Linked DNA regions of Danio rerio: region 1 is linked to region 2. Evidence: chromatin contacts called from public HiChIP or PLAC-seq data. All regions are on one chromosome and are shown on one strand. Each heading gives the region's core, a stretch centred on a gene start, on an enhancer-like site or on the middle of the called end of the contact. The rest is flanking DNA. Distances are from core to core; before and after follow the strand shown.

The links. HiChIP or PLAC-seq counts read pairs in DNA pulled down with a chosen protein or histone mark.
Region 1: an H3K4me3 HiChIP or PLAC-seq map of embryo shows a contact between it and region 2, with 2.0 times the contacts expected there. The contact joins the promoter of pax7b here to the promoter of znf362b in region 2.

What each region holds. Positions count from the first base shown.
Region 1 is chr23:23,765,112-23,771,749 of GRCz12tu, reverse strand. pax7b (paired box 7b) reads right to left here and starts at 3,305. Exons shown (of 9, transcript NM_001146149.2): 1 at 2,791-3,305; 2 at 1,661-1,896; 3 at 1,275-1,419; 4 at 860-988. The coding sequence starts at 2,875. It overlaps LOC141380486 (a long non-coding RNA gene), which reads left to right. Exons shown (of 7, transcript XR_012398481.1): 6 at 1,690-1,789.
Region 2 is chr23:23,666,915-23,673,373 of GRCz12tu, reverse strand. znf362b (zinc finger protein 362b) reads left to right here and starts at 3,802. Exons shown (of 9, transcript NM_001089548.2): 1 at 3,802-3,880.

The sequences.
Region 1 (6,638 bases), core at 2,056-4,555, 99 kb before region 2:
CTACCAGCAGGGTGTATTGAATAATTCATCTCTCTATAGTTCCCCTCTTGGCCTTTTGTTAAAAGTTTTTTCCCCCTTTTTCGGACTTTTGAATGTGAAAAGAAGCGTTCATTCCTTCTTTCGAAGCCTTGCTTTTACGCTTTGCTTTGTAGCAGATTCCTCGCTCCAAAAGAGCTTCACTGAAGCCGAGATTTGAAGTTCATCTTCAAGTGGAAAAAGACTGTCATAAAACGTTTTGTAGTAGACTATTGCTTAAACTACACAAACTATTCGATAGTTGTCTTTTGGTGTACAATTATCTTTCGAAATATAGGCCTTACACATTCTGGACACAAATAAGGTAAATTTATGTAGGCTGTAAACATAGATAAAATCGAAAAAAAAATCGAAATGACCTAAATAAATACATATACTGTTACTCCTTGCCAGATGGAATGGTCTGTTAACGTGCGAATAAGCGTGCCAAATTATCGCGAGAACCATCGGGCAATCTTGAACTTATGGTCTGTAATTGATATTGATTGCCACATCGGTCATCTGTCAGTTACCGTTTTCAAGGGACCGTTTACTCAGCGTCAAATGAATCTGTTGTACAAATAGATCAAAGCCTAAATACCATCCGTCAGAGCCAATATAAATACACATTAAATCAAATGCCTAAATGACAGTTGAACAAGCAGAGAAATCGCATGCGATAGATGCTGAGCACAGACACAAAAAGCACACACCAATTTATGGTGCCAATTTAAAGACTTAACAGATACTACATAAAGTGGTGCGCAATAATTATTTACTCAAGTAGCTATTTGACTTTTCACCCCATCCAATCAGAATAAATTGTAAAAATAATTTAGCCTACCTTTGTCTCCCAGAATGCCGTCAATACTGTGTTTCGTTTTTTTCTCTCCAGTGTCATCTTTTTTGTCACAATCATCCTCGTCGTCTTTTTTGCCGAAACGCGCACGAAGAACCCGGCTGATAGAACTTACTGATGGGATAATAAAAAGGAAATACAATGAACAAAATAAAATAATAGCTAATATTCAAAAACATAACATATACATGCAAAATAAATACATCACCTATGTATGTTTGTAATTAATATAGCCCAAATAGGTTTTTTATATAATTATTAGTAAATAATAAAAATAATATTTATTAAGGTCATTTTATTTTCAATCAAGTTTCCTTAATTGTGTACAAAATGATCGTGACCGAAATTTAACTCCAGATCTGACATGTGATGTGGACATGATAAAAAAGGGGCTGCTTACCAGATGAGGCCTCACCTGAGGGAACTGTACTTCTGTCACACACCCCGTCCTTCAACAGTTTGTCTCGGATCTCCCAACTAAACATGCCGGGATTTTCGCGCTTGTATTCCTCAATTCGTTTTTCCACGTCAGGTGTTGCCACCTGCTTTTGTGTTTGATTTAAAAAATACGAAGATATAGGGAAACAGAAAACAAATATGGGCGAGGGGGGGAGAAGACAGAAAAAACAAAAGTTAGCACCAATTTTATATTTATGTACTTTTGTTAATAGTTTAATTTCCTTCAAATAGTAGAATGAACTTCCCATTAAAACTATTATAAAAGACTACAAATTACAGAATGTAATAAGCTAGTAAAATTAACAACAACAACAACAAAACACTTACTCTAGGTTTACTTCCTCCTATTGCTCCAGGACGGATTGAGCCAGTTTCTTGATACCGGCAGAGGATTTTGGACACGCAGCCATGGGAAACGCGAAGCTGTCTTGAGATCACGCAGGGACGGATGCCGTGGTGAGCCATTTCAACAATTTTGTGGCGGATATGATTTGGCAAAGGCCTGCCATTGATGAATACACCGCCAAGCTGATTCACTCGACCTTGGCCCAAAGGAGTTGAAACTGCAGTAGAAAAATGGGAATTAAATCTAACTTTGACCAATGCTTGCATTAAATTTCAGACTTAAATTTTACACTCATAAATAACAATTAGGCCTACTATTTAAATGTAGGATTAATAAAAAATATTTTAAAATATATCGTATTTAATTGGTATGACAAATAGGAAAACAATTAAATACAATTAAATGGAATCATAAACCTGCTTTGTTACAAAATGCAATAAAATAATAATGGGATATTTTTATTTAAAACAAAATAATATAGTTTAAAACAAAAAAAAGTATGATTTACATCAAACTTTAAGCTTTTGTCGTTCAACATTCTCATGCGAAGTGAGATAAAATAATTATTCTTCCTGTCAATAAATGAACTAAATTAACCAGAGAATTCTGTTAAATAGAAATGAAAATAATTTCTTCAGTGGACCTCTCGGCCTGGATGCGTCCTACTTCATTATCCGCAGTGCTGTTGTATAAATATTAGTATGCTATTATCCTTTGTGCATTCTGGATTCACTTCACCACTAGATCATTTCAACAAATCCTACACTGACAGGCAGGCTTAGTGTTTGGACGTTTTATTTGACCCACTTAAATACTAACCTAATGGCCTTGTAAAAAGTTTTTTTTTCGCATGCAAGGAATATGCGCAAGCTTTCTGAACAAAACATAAAATGCAATAAAGCCACAAAAAATCGACACAAGTAGGCCTATATATTTCAAGCTTTCCGACGCGAAAACTCAATTTTGGACTTCTGCTTAAATCAACTTTTCTTAAAACAGGCCTGTTAAAATCGTGTAGTGTTAAAATGTTTTTTAGAGCTGCCATAATTTACAACAATAAATGACTTATAACAAAAAAAAATAAAAATCACCCTACACCCGTCCAACCAACCTTCCAAGGGGAATCCGGTGCGGGGATAGTTCTGTCCTGGAGCCGGTCGCATCATTCGCGGTACTGTTCCCGGTAAGGATGACATTCTACTTGAATAAATGACGAGGCACAATGAGGCTGATGTTTAAACTGAGAAAGCAAGTCCAGACTTGTTGATGAATGTTTCCTTAATGACTAAAAATGAACAGAAGTCCAATCTTCACCAAAAACAGAAAAAATTTAAAAATGTTATCCAGCCAGACTATTGCGGGGATGTGAAACCTCCAAAAAATCAAACACAGATAAACTGTCGTTTCGTGCGGAGGGGGTCATGAGCAAAATAACTACCGCAAGAACAAGATGCAGCGCGCGCCAGGGAGGGGGTACTCCAAACGCTCTCGAGTGAACAAAGGTTACTTAATTCTTTGCAGTGTTTTCTTAAAAGGTCTGATAGTTTTGGTTGACAAAGTCTGCTTAGGGGTTGGGAGTAGTTGAAGTGGATAACTTTAGCGCGCGGTGTAGGAGGGGTGTCGTGCGCACCGATAGGCTCTCGCAGTCTTCTTTTATTCATGTGGGCATGGAGGGGAACGAGCAAGTTTTTTTTCGACCAATCACAAAAAGCAGAGGGTAAGACCAACACGCACGCACACGCGGAGTGCCTTGCTTTTTATTCACTCCATCAGACCTTTGAGCACAAAACAATGCCAACGTTTGATTGATCGATTTCTATTTAGATAGCAAGGCCTAAAAGTAATACACGCTATCAAACTGCACTTCTTTATATAATTATATCATTTAATTCTATTTTGTCATATAAGAATCTATAGATACATGTGTTTTGTTCATAGCCTCTTAGTGTACAACTACAGCATTGGCCTTGTATTCCATTAAACACAATTGTGAAACTCAAATAGATGTTTGAGGAACAAAAGAAGGCGCAGAGGTTCTTGCACCAGTCGGTCGATTAAAACACATTTTGTGTTTGTGCTAATTAATTCTTATGTTATACAACCGCATAGAATTTTAAAATACAGATAAGCTCAATGTTCCCAGTAGGACTTTTTAAACCGGGAATTGCTTAAGTAGCGCAATGATCTACTTTAACAATTTCTTAAACATTTAACCAAATGTCTAATAGAAAAACCAAAGCAAGTTCGTTAGTTTTACAAAACGAATAAATATGGCATGTTTACAGAATTGGTGTAGCGAATAACCAAAAACCTCAATTAAATGATTACTGGACATTATTTAAATGCCAAAATTAACAACATTATAAAGCAAAAAAAGCGATTTCAAAAAAATGTTCGGCTGATGAACAGGAGACACCCCTAAATTTTTTTCATTAATATATATATATATATATATATATATATATATATATATATATATATATATATATATATATATATATATATATATATATATATATATATATATATGAAAGCGTTATAAGCATTGCATTTACATCCAAATATTAAAGTATAAAATATATCTAAAATATGAAATGTAAACTGAAACAATTCAGGTGATGCATAACAAATTCATCGTCAGTCAGCATAGATTGACTGTCTAAATCCCAATCTACTGCATTTATGTATAAATTAGGGAGATGATTAACTATTGCCAAAACTATGATTGGCAGCGAACATCAAACACTGGAATCCAACTTAAGACCAGACAGGCAGTAATGACTTGAAAGCTAGGCTTTGTTGTTAACAATGGCATCGTTAATTTGTGTGCATTGCTGGTTAATATATACTTCCACATGACTAAGCATGTCACTTCCCAAGGGACCAGTAGCTCGAATGCCTTTGTGGTCTCAAACAGACGTCGGGGTGAAGCAAGGCACAACTGCTGGTGGCACGAGTTTTTGGGGCAACTCGAGCAGACTTCACCAAATCAGACTATAAAGGCTAAGAAAATGCATTTAAATTTAGCTACTCTGGGAGAGTTGGACACAATCATCATTTCAATTTTCACATTGCTCCCACCAACATGTTTTTTTTAACAAATATAAAGAAATGCGCAAATGCAATATTTTAAAATTCGTTCAACAATATTGAAAACTGATTTTTAGTAAATAATTGATTATTAAAAAATAACAATACAATGCAAACCTAGACTACAAATTATTTTTACCCTCAATTTTGTTGCTCGTGTGTCCATTAAACGTCATAAAACAACAATAAAACTAAAAGCAAATTATTTCCTTAGGACCTTTCTTTGACTTGTTTCCCCAGAATAAATAGGATCTAGACCAAACGATTTCATTAGAGTGACAGTAGAGTGTAATAATTCATAATAAATAAATAAAAAATTATGGTGATGAATATTACTACTATTAGGCTACTACTACTACATGCGAACAGAATCCAAAACTTTATTAAAATAAATAAATAATAATAATAATCTACTAGAATTAAATTAAAATAAAATGAATAATTTGAATAAAATAGAAAATTTAAAAAATAGAAATAAATTGCATTTATAAAACATTACATTAATGAGTAGAAAACTAATGTAATACTGTAAATGAAAAGAAACCATTTAGACCCATTTATAACATTGATTATTTATTTCAAATATTGGCGCTTAATTATAAAATAAATTATACATGTCTTTTACATTAAGGATAAACCTTAACCAAAAAAACGTATGCAAATATGTAGGCTACGTGTGAAGATTAACGTGACAATTTCTAGTCAAATGAAAAAAACGACATACAGGTGTTCGTTATGTTAATGAAATAAATTAGGACTTGCCACTAGATGGCAATGAAGAATCAAAAATGTAAACCCTTCACTCTATATCCAACATACAGTCAAAGCAAAAATTGTTGACTTTATAACACACACAAGCTGAGATATCTGCAATCTGTATGACGTGTAATGTGGCAACTTTACACTTTATTGTGAATTAAATTAGTTATAAATTATTATTATTATTATTATTATTATCGTATCATAGTATTTCCCATATTGAAGAAGATCAAAAAAAGTGAAATTGCAATGCTGTATATCGGGAGCATGAAAACAAGAGAAAGAGAGAGAGAGAAAGAGCGAGCGAGCAGGTGCACAGATCACACAAACCCCAGCAGACTAAGGTTGAGTTCCACATGACACTTTCAGCATCGGCCAGAAAAACATTGCAGCTGGAAGCGTTTAAGGGTGTTAAATCACTGGCTTGGTAATGGCATTTTGTCCTCATACATCACTGAGAGCAAAGAATGTCTGTAAGGTAGATCAGTCTCTCACAGGCATTCCAAATCACTGCAAATGCAGCCTTTACAGGTATAGTCAGAAATGTGAAACATAATTTGTTAAAGGTATTACAGACTATATAGGTGAATAGGGTAGGCTAAATTGTCAGTAGTGTTTGTGTGTGAATGAGAGTGTATGGGTGTTTCCCAGTGATGGTTGTGGCTGGAAGGGCATTCCTGCATAAAACGTGCTGAATAAGTTGGCGGTTTATTCTGCTGTGGCGACCCCTGATTAATTAAAGGACGAATACGAAAAGAAAAAGAATATATATACAGTTTCCAACAGAAGAAACTCATGAGAAAACCGAAAGGTCACAAAGGTATAAATGCTTAATAGTACTATGATATTCAGCAATTATGCAATAAACTGATCAAAAGTGACTGTAAAGACGTAATAATATTACAATAAACTATTTTAAATTCTAATATTGTAACCAAATTGCTGTATTTACCATTTTGATCAAATAAATACGCCCTTGTTAAGCACAAGGAAAATTCAAAAACACGCACACGTATATAAAAACAAGGCAAGTTGATCTAAATTCTGATTGGCTGATTGACATTTTAAGATTTTGACTCATTTTCAAAAGATAAAATAATAATAATTAAA
Region 2 (6,459 bases), core at 2,553-5,052:
CGAAAAATCTGACTCAGTTACACCAATTGTGTCAGGAAGAATGGGCCAAAATTCCTTCAAACTATTACGAGAAGCTTGTGAAAAGATACCCAAAACATTTGACCAAAGTTATACAGGTGAAAAGCAAAGCTAAAAAAATTAACAAGGAAAAGTATGTCAACTTTTGACTGTCTAGAAATTAATAAACAAATTCTCCAAAAAAAATTCTTTCATTATTCTGGCATTTAGCAAATATAAATCATTTAGGTAATCCTAACAGACCTAAAATAGTAAACATTTAATATGATTTACCATCAGACATTTTTTTAAATGGCTATGTTCCCTTTTTAGAGTCAAGTTTACATACGATAAGATTATTATGCCTGTAAACTTCTGGTTTCAACTGTACATTGACTAATGAACATGGGACTTTGTTTTTCTCATATTTTTTATGGTCTGAAAAAGAAAGAAGGGCATAAAACATTAGAACAACACCAAGATGAATAGTATGCCACATCAGTGAATACAATACACAGTTTATAATAAAAAACTAGCTATATAAACTAACAAAACTAACTGTACAGTAATAAAGAACTCTGTTGTGGTACCAACCACATATTGGTATTTTACAGAATGACTTTTTTGCATTAACTTTGAAGTTTATGATTCACCCTTTGTGGCTTTCAACCTGTGATGTGCAGATTAAACACTGAACTTCCACCACCACACCAAGCCTGTGAGCATGACCTATGTCAATGAAGATACATACTAGAAAGATCTAATCTATCGTCTGTTTGTAGGACTTGTGCAGTTTTCAATCTTCAAACACTCTATCCAACATTAATTATGGACATTTATACTATATAAGAATAATATGGCCTTTATAACCAGTTATAACCTCACATTCTATTCGTTTGGTGATGCTGTTAGTGTGAAAATAATGATACGATGCAGACAGACTAAATCAGCCTTATCATATAACAGTCCACCTAAACCGTTACAATGTACAACTAATCAGTGTTGAGTAAGTTACTTTTGAAAGTAATCTATTACAATCTTGCTGCTTTTATTGAAAATAGTAACTAAACGTGTTACTTAGTTTAATTTTAAGGAAAGTAATGTGAAGGTACAGCTGAAGTCAGAATTATTAGCACCACTTTAATATTTTTTTCTTTTTTAAATATTTCCCAAATGCTGTTTAACAGAGCAAGGACATTTTTACAGTATGTGATAATATTTTTCTCTAGAGAAAGTCCTATTTGTTTTATTTTGGCTAGAATGAAAGAAGTTTTAAATTTTAAAAAGCCATTTAAGGTCAGTATTATTAGTTCTCTTAAACAAAATTTGCTTTTGATTGTCTACGGCAGTTGTTGCTAAAGTAGGGCTCGCGGTACAATGAGTGGGGGTCGCTTGGTGGTTTCCAAAAATCAAATTCATTTTAATAAAATATTTGAATTAGGAAGTAGGAATTACCATATTTTATTCATAAGCTACAGAACAAATAGTAGTTAATAGTTTAGTCATAGTTCATTGGATTCTGACTCCTGGGGTGATTACATTTTATTAAAGACACAGACAATAATGTCAGATGCAGAAAATTGATTTTATGGCAGCAGGTTAAACTTTCTGATACCTTTATGGCACTCACATACATTAAATATAAATACAGGCCATGACTGAACATAGAGGATGGTCTCCAAAATTACACTGAGAATGAGACTACATGCAACATTTGTATATTTATGCAGGATAGTCGGGGCCGTGAGTCACTGGGATTGTTATTTTGGAGGCCGGGGGTTAAAGTTTGGGAACCTCATGATCTGCATCATCATACATGACTTGCCTAATTAGCCTTGCCTGCCCTAGTTACCCTAATTAACCTGGCAAATGTCATCATGGCAAAGATAAAATAAATGAGTTACTAGAAATGAGTTATTAAAACGATTATGTTTAGAAATGTGTTTAAAAAAACCTCTCCATTAAACAGAAATGAGGGGGGGGGGGTGTAAACAGGGGGGCTAATAATTCAGGGGAGCTATTCTGACTTCAACTGTATGCGTTCTGTTATTTTTGCTTATTATAAAGATTGTAATATATTACTTTGAAAAAAAAAACTTTAACCAACATCACAATTTTAAGGGATAATTCTTTCATCATTTACTCAGCCTTTAGTTTTTCCAAACCTCAAGTTTATTTCTGCTGTTGAACACGGAAATTATATTTTTTTTAAATCTGAAAACCTGCAACAATCGACTTCCATATTTGTTTTTTTTTTTTCAATAAGAAAGTCAGTAGTAACAGTTGTAACAGGTTTCAAACATTTATCAAAATATCTTCTTTTGAACTCAATAGAACAAAGGAAATCATAAAGGTGTGGAACATTATGTCAGAAACATACACTATCTGTCCCTGAAATAAAAACATAAATACAGTGAATAAGAAATGTTGCATCCCAAAAATGTTTAAAATGTACTGATGGTTGATTTCTGCCAGTTGTTCTGTAAAGGAATATGTCATTCATTTGCTTCTCAGATTTTTGTTCTTTATTAAAAACACTTTACAATTTACAAATTATTGTCCTTGTCCTCAGCCCAATTAAACCAACAGCTTTAATAGTTTTGTAATGCTAAAAACTTATTCAGAAATAGCAAGTTTAAGTTATTATTCACATCAGTTGATTATAAGCTTGAAATTATAAATACATTCTACAAATAAATACTACTAATGTGTATATATATATATATATATATATATATATATATATATATATATATATATATATATATATATATATATATATATATATATATATATACAATTTTTACAATTGTCGTGTTTCATGTTTCTGTCAGTCTTGTCACATTTGAATTAAATTTAACATAAAATACTTGCAATAAGGCTACTCAGAAGTAATATAATTTGATGGAGGAGAAGCTGACAGGGGTCAAGGATACGTTCTATCATTGAATTGTATGATTTTATGCTTGTTTTTGTATGTTTTTTTGAGGAGGACAAGCTGAAGTCAAGCCCTTTCACATTTTTTTACAAATGAAAATGCACATTTGTGGTAGAATGCCCCATATGTAACCACCTGAAGGAGAGATAATAGTGAGTAAAAATTAATTTTGGGTAAAGCATCCCTTTAATCTACAGGATGGCCAATTATATGGACACACCTTAATAAACTTTTTGGGAATTTCACAAGAAAAACAATGGTGCACTTGGTTCTAAATGTAACTTCATTCTTTCATGAGTTATTTACAAGCCCTCTTTCATATACTGTACTAATGTGCCACAAACAGGACGTTAATATCACCAACCATTCCCATTTTATTAAGGTGTATCCATATAAATGGCCCACCCTGTAGGTTATCTTGCTCAATGAATTAAAATTATAGACATGGTTTTATAGCCTAGTAATAACTATATAAGCCTGTTGAAAAAAAAAATGTTAGATGAGGATAGTCAGTTTTTCTACTTGTCATATTTCACATTCAGTCAGTGTGCTGCTTATTTGTAAATATTCGGAGAGAAAATTGCCTCCACACGAAATCTCTGTTCAGTAAAATAATCTAAATCTGATTGCTGTATCATCATTTTTGGAAAGTCTCAATTATGTTGTCTGTAAATGTCTTATAAAGAGAAACACGTTTTAGATAATGCAAACAGATGACGTGCGACCGATTCCTTCGACCTAGAAGTGATGACTGAATCCGCGTGAGACAAAAAAGCATCATTTGCAGCAGCTAAAAATGAGGGATTTTTGGTGAACGGCACCCAGAAGTGAACAGCCTGACCCGGAAGCTGTGCTGTCTGGAGGCACATAGAGAACATCCAGCCTCTTCTCTGCTTTATAAAAGACTCTTCTGCGAGGAAAAATACCCTGACATCGATATAACAGGTTTGTGCTCTCGTGTCGTTTTTTTCCTTTTTCCTCACACTGAGATGTCTTGCACGTTTTCTGTTTTGTACGACAGATAACAGTTTGACGGGCGCGATTTATCGCCTTTGATCTACCACAGGTTGCACAAAGCGAAATATAACATTGGAAATTGCTGCATGTCAGTGCATTTTTACATGCATGTGCTTATGATGGAAACGTGCATGCGTTATAGCGCTGTTATTAAGCGATCGGGGCGGCAGATGTTGTAAATCTGCACAGCCGTGCGCAGCCTTTCGCCAATTGTAAGACATTTTGCACGGCATGATTGTCGGAAGTGTCAGCTTTTTTTCAAGGGGGGCCGGGCAATTCAAAGGTGCTATTCTTCATAAACAAACACACACACAACCATATTACCGCAAACATCTCGTCTGATCGATCGGTCTCTCCTTGAAAAAACGGACCGATTAGAGTGTGAATTTTTCGGGCTCTGCAGAATATGGCGTCCTTATGAAAATATAACAGGCTGCCATTTTTGTTTTTTTCTTTTGTCTGAAATGTTTTTGGTGAAACTGTGCAGGAATGAGTCGGAGGCTCTGGTTGACCAGCAGATTGAGAGATAACGATGTTGCTAAAGTTTTCTGACAGTTGTTTTTCTCCACTGATGCGTCAGAATTGCTACTTTAGATCTTACTGTTATGCTCTTTTTCTTTAAAGAAAAAAGGGGACTTTTGGATTCTTTCAGAATTCAGACATTTTCATCATAAGCTATTGAAATCACCATAAAATGTCTGAAAAACTGTTATTAGCTTATTAAACTCGAGACAGTGATACGGCAAATATTACAAATTCTCACACTTCACATGGGCTGATGATGACTCATTTGTTGGCAGACAAAAATAAAATGTGATCATCATGGTAACCACCAAAGTCAGAAATTGGGCAAATTAACTGAAATTTTAAAACTGTTGATGAAAATGTTTCATTGTACTGTTTGGATATTTTTTAGAAAGTCTTTATTTACCTTTTGGGAGATTGTTTAAGTTATATTTATTTTCATTTTACAACTCAGTCACTTTCTATAGATATTGCAAAGTTTTGCAACATCTCCAGATATGCACATCAGTATATCATAATGCTTGTAACACTGTTTAACAATAATTCATATTTTTACAGAACTCTGACGGTTGGGTTTAGGGTTGGGGTAGGCGTTAATAAAATAAAATGCATTGGGTAATTTAAATAACATAAATAAAACTCGACAACATTTGTTTTTACGTGACGGTTGGGTTTATGGTTGGGGTAGGTGTAGCTGTTAATAAAATACAACTAATGGGAATTTTAATAAATAAAGTCATTTCCGTTTAACATTTTAACACTGTTTCAGTACTGTATACTGTGATGGTTAAAGTTAGGGTAGGGGTTGGCATTTATAAAAAACAATTTATTGGGTAAATTAATAAATAACATAAAACTCGGTACAACAACTGTTTTTACATTACTGTGACGGTTGGGGGTAGGGCTAGGTAGGTTGTTGCTAGATCAGATATGGTTGTGGTCAGAAGTTAACGAAAATGATTTATATTATTTATTAAATTTTCCATTTATTGTATATTATTGTACCCCAACCATCACAGTAACATAAAAACAGTAGTTTTACCGAACATTATTTATGCTATTTATTAAAGTGCCCAATAAATTGTATTTTTCAACGCCTACTTGGCTGTGTGATTAATTGAAATCAGATCGCAATCGTAATTTGAAACGTTGCGATTATTTATCGCAAGAGGCTGCAATATGACATGATGTGTGTATATATATATATATATACACACACACACATATACATACATATATATAATTTAATTTCCCCCACCCAGAGCAAATGCACGACTGCAGTCTGTGTGTGACAATTGTACTAGCCAGTTAAGTGACCACACTTTCGCTTTGCCCAATCAGAGTTGTGTAACCAAACTAGGCAAAACGCCCACAATAATAAAATAAAACAAACAGGAATGCGCAGACAAGTGGGATAATGCTGCTCCAGAAACATTAATAGACAAATTAATATATTTATATTTTAGATTTGAAAGTCACAAACACTGAACAAAAACAGGTAATTTTAAAGAGCTTTTGCAGAATTGTTGCCACGCTTAAGGATTATTGAGCTAAAAAAAATGAAATCATAAATCAAAATTTTACTCGCAATATGTAAAAAAAAAAAAAAAAAATTGCAATAAGATATTTTCCCCAAATCACACAGCCCTAATGTCTAGCCCTACTCTAACCCTAAACCGTAACAGTAATGCAAAAAATGTGTTATTGTTAAGAGTGTCAAAATGCTGCTATATTGATCTGCATATCGCACTTCAGGTCATCCACGTACCCTAACTAGACTCTACCTAGGGGGTAAACGTTAATAACATACAATTAGTAGGAAACTTAATAAATAATAAAAATAATTCTCGTTAATTTCCTGCCGCAGTCATATCTGATCTAGCAACAACCCTCCAAAATACACTGACCACAGCTGTCAGGTCCTGCACATAAATTCTGCATCCATTACCTTCACAACTTTTCTTCTTTTATTTTTAAATAAG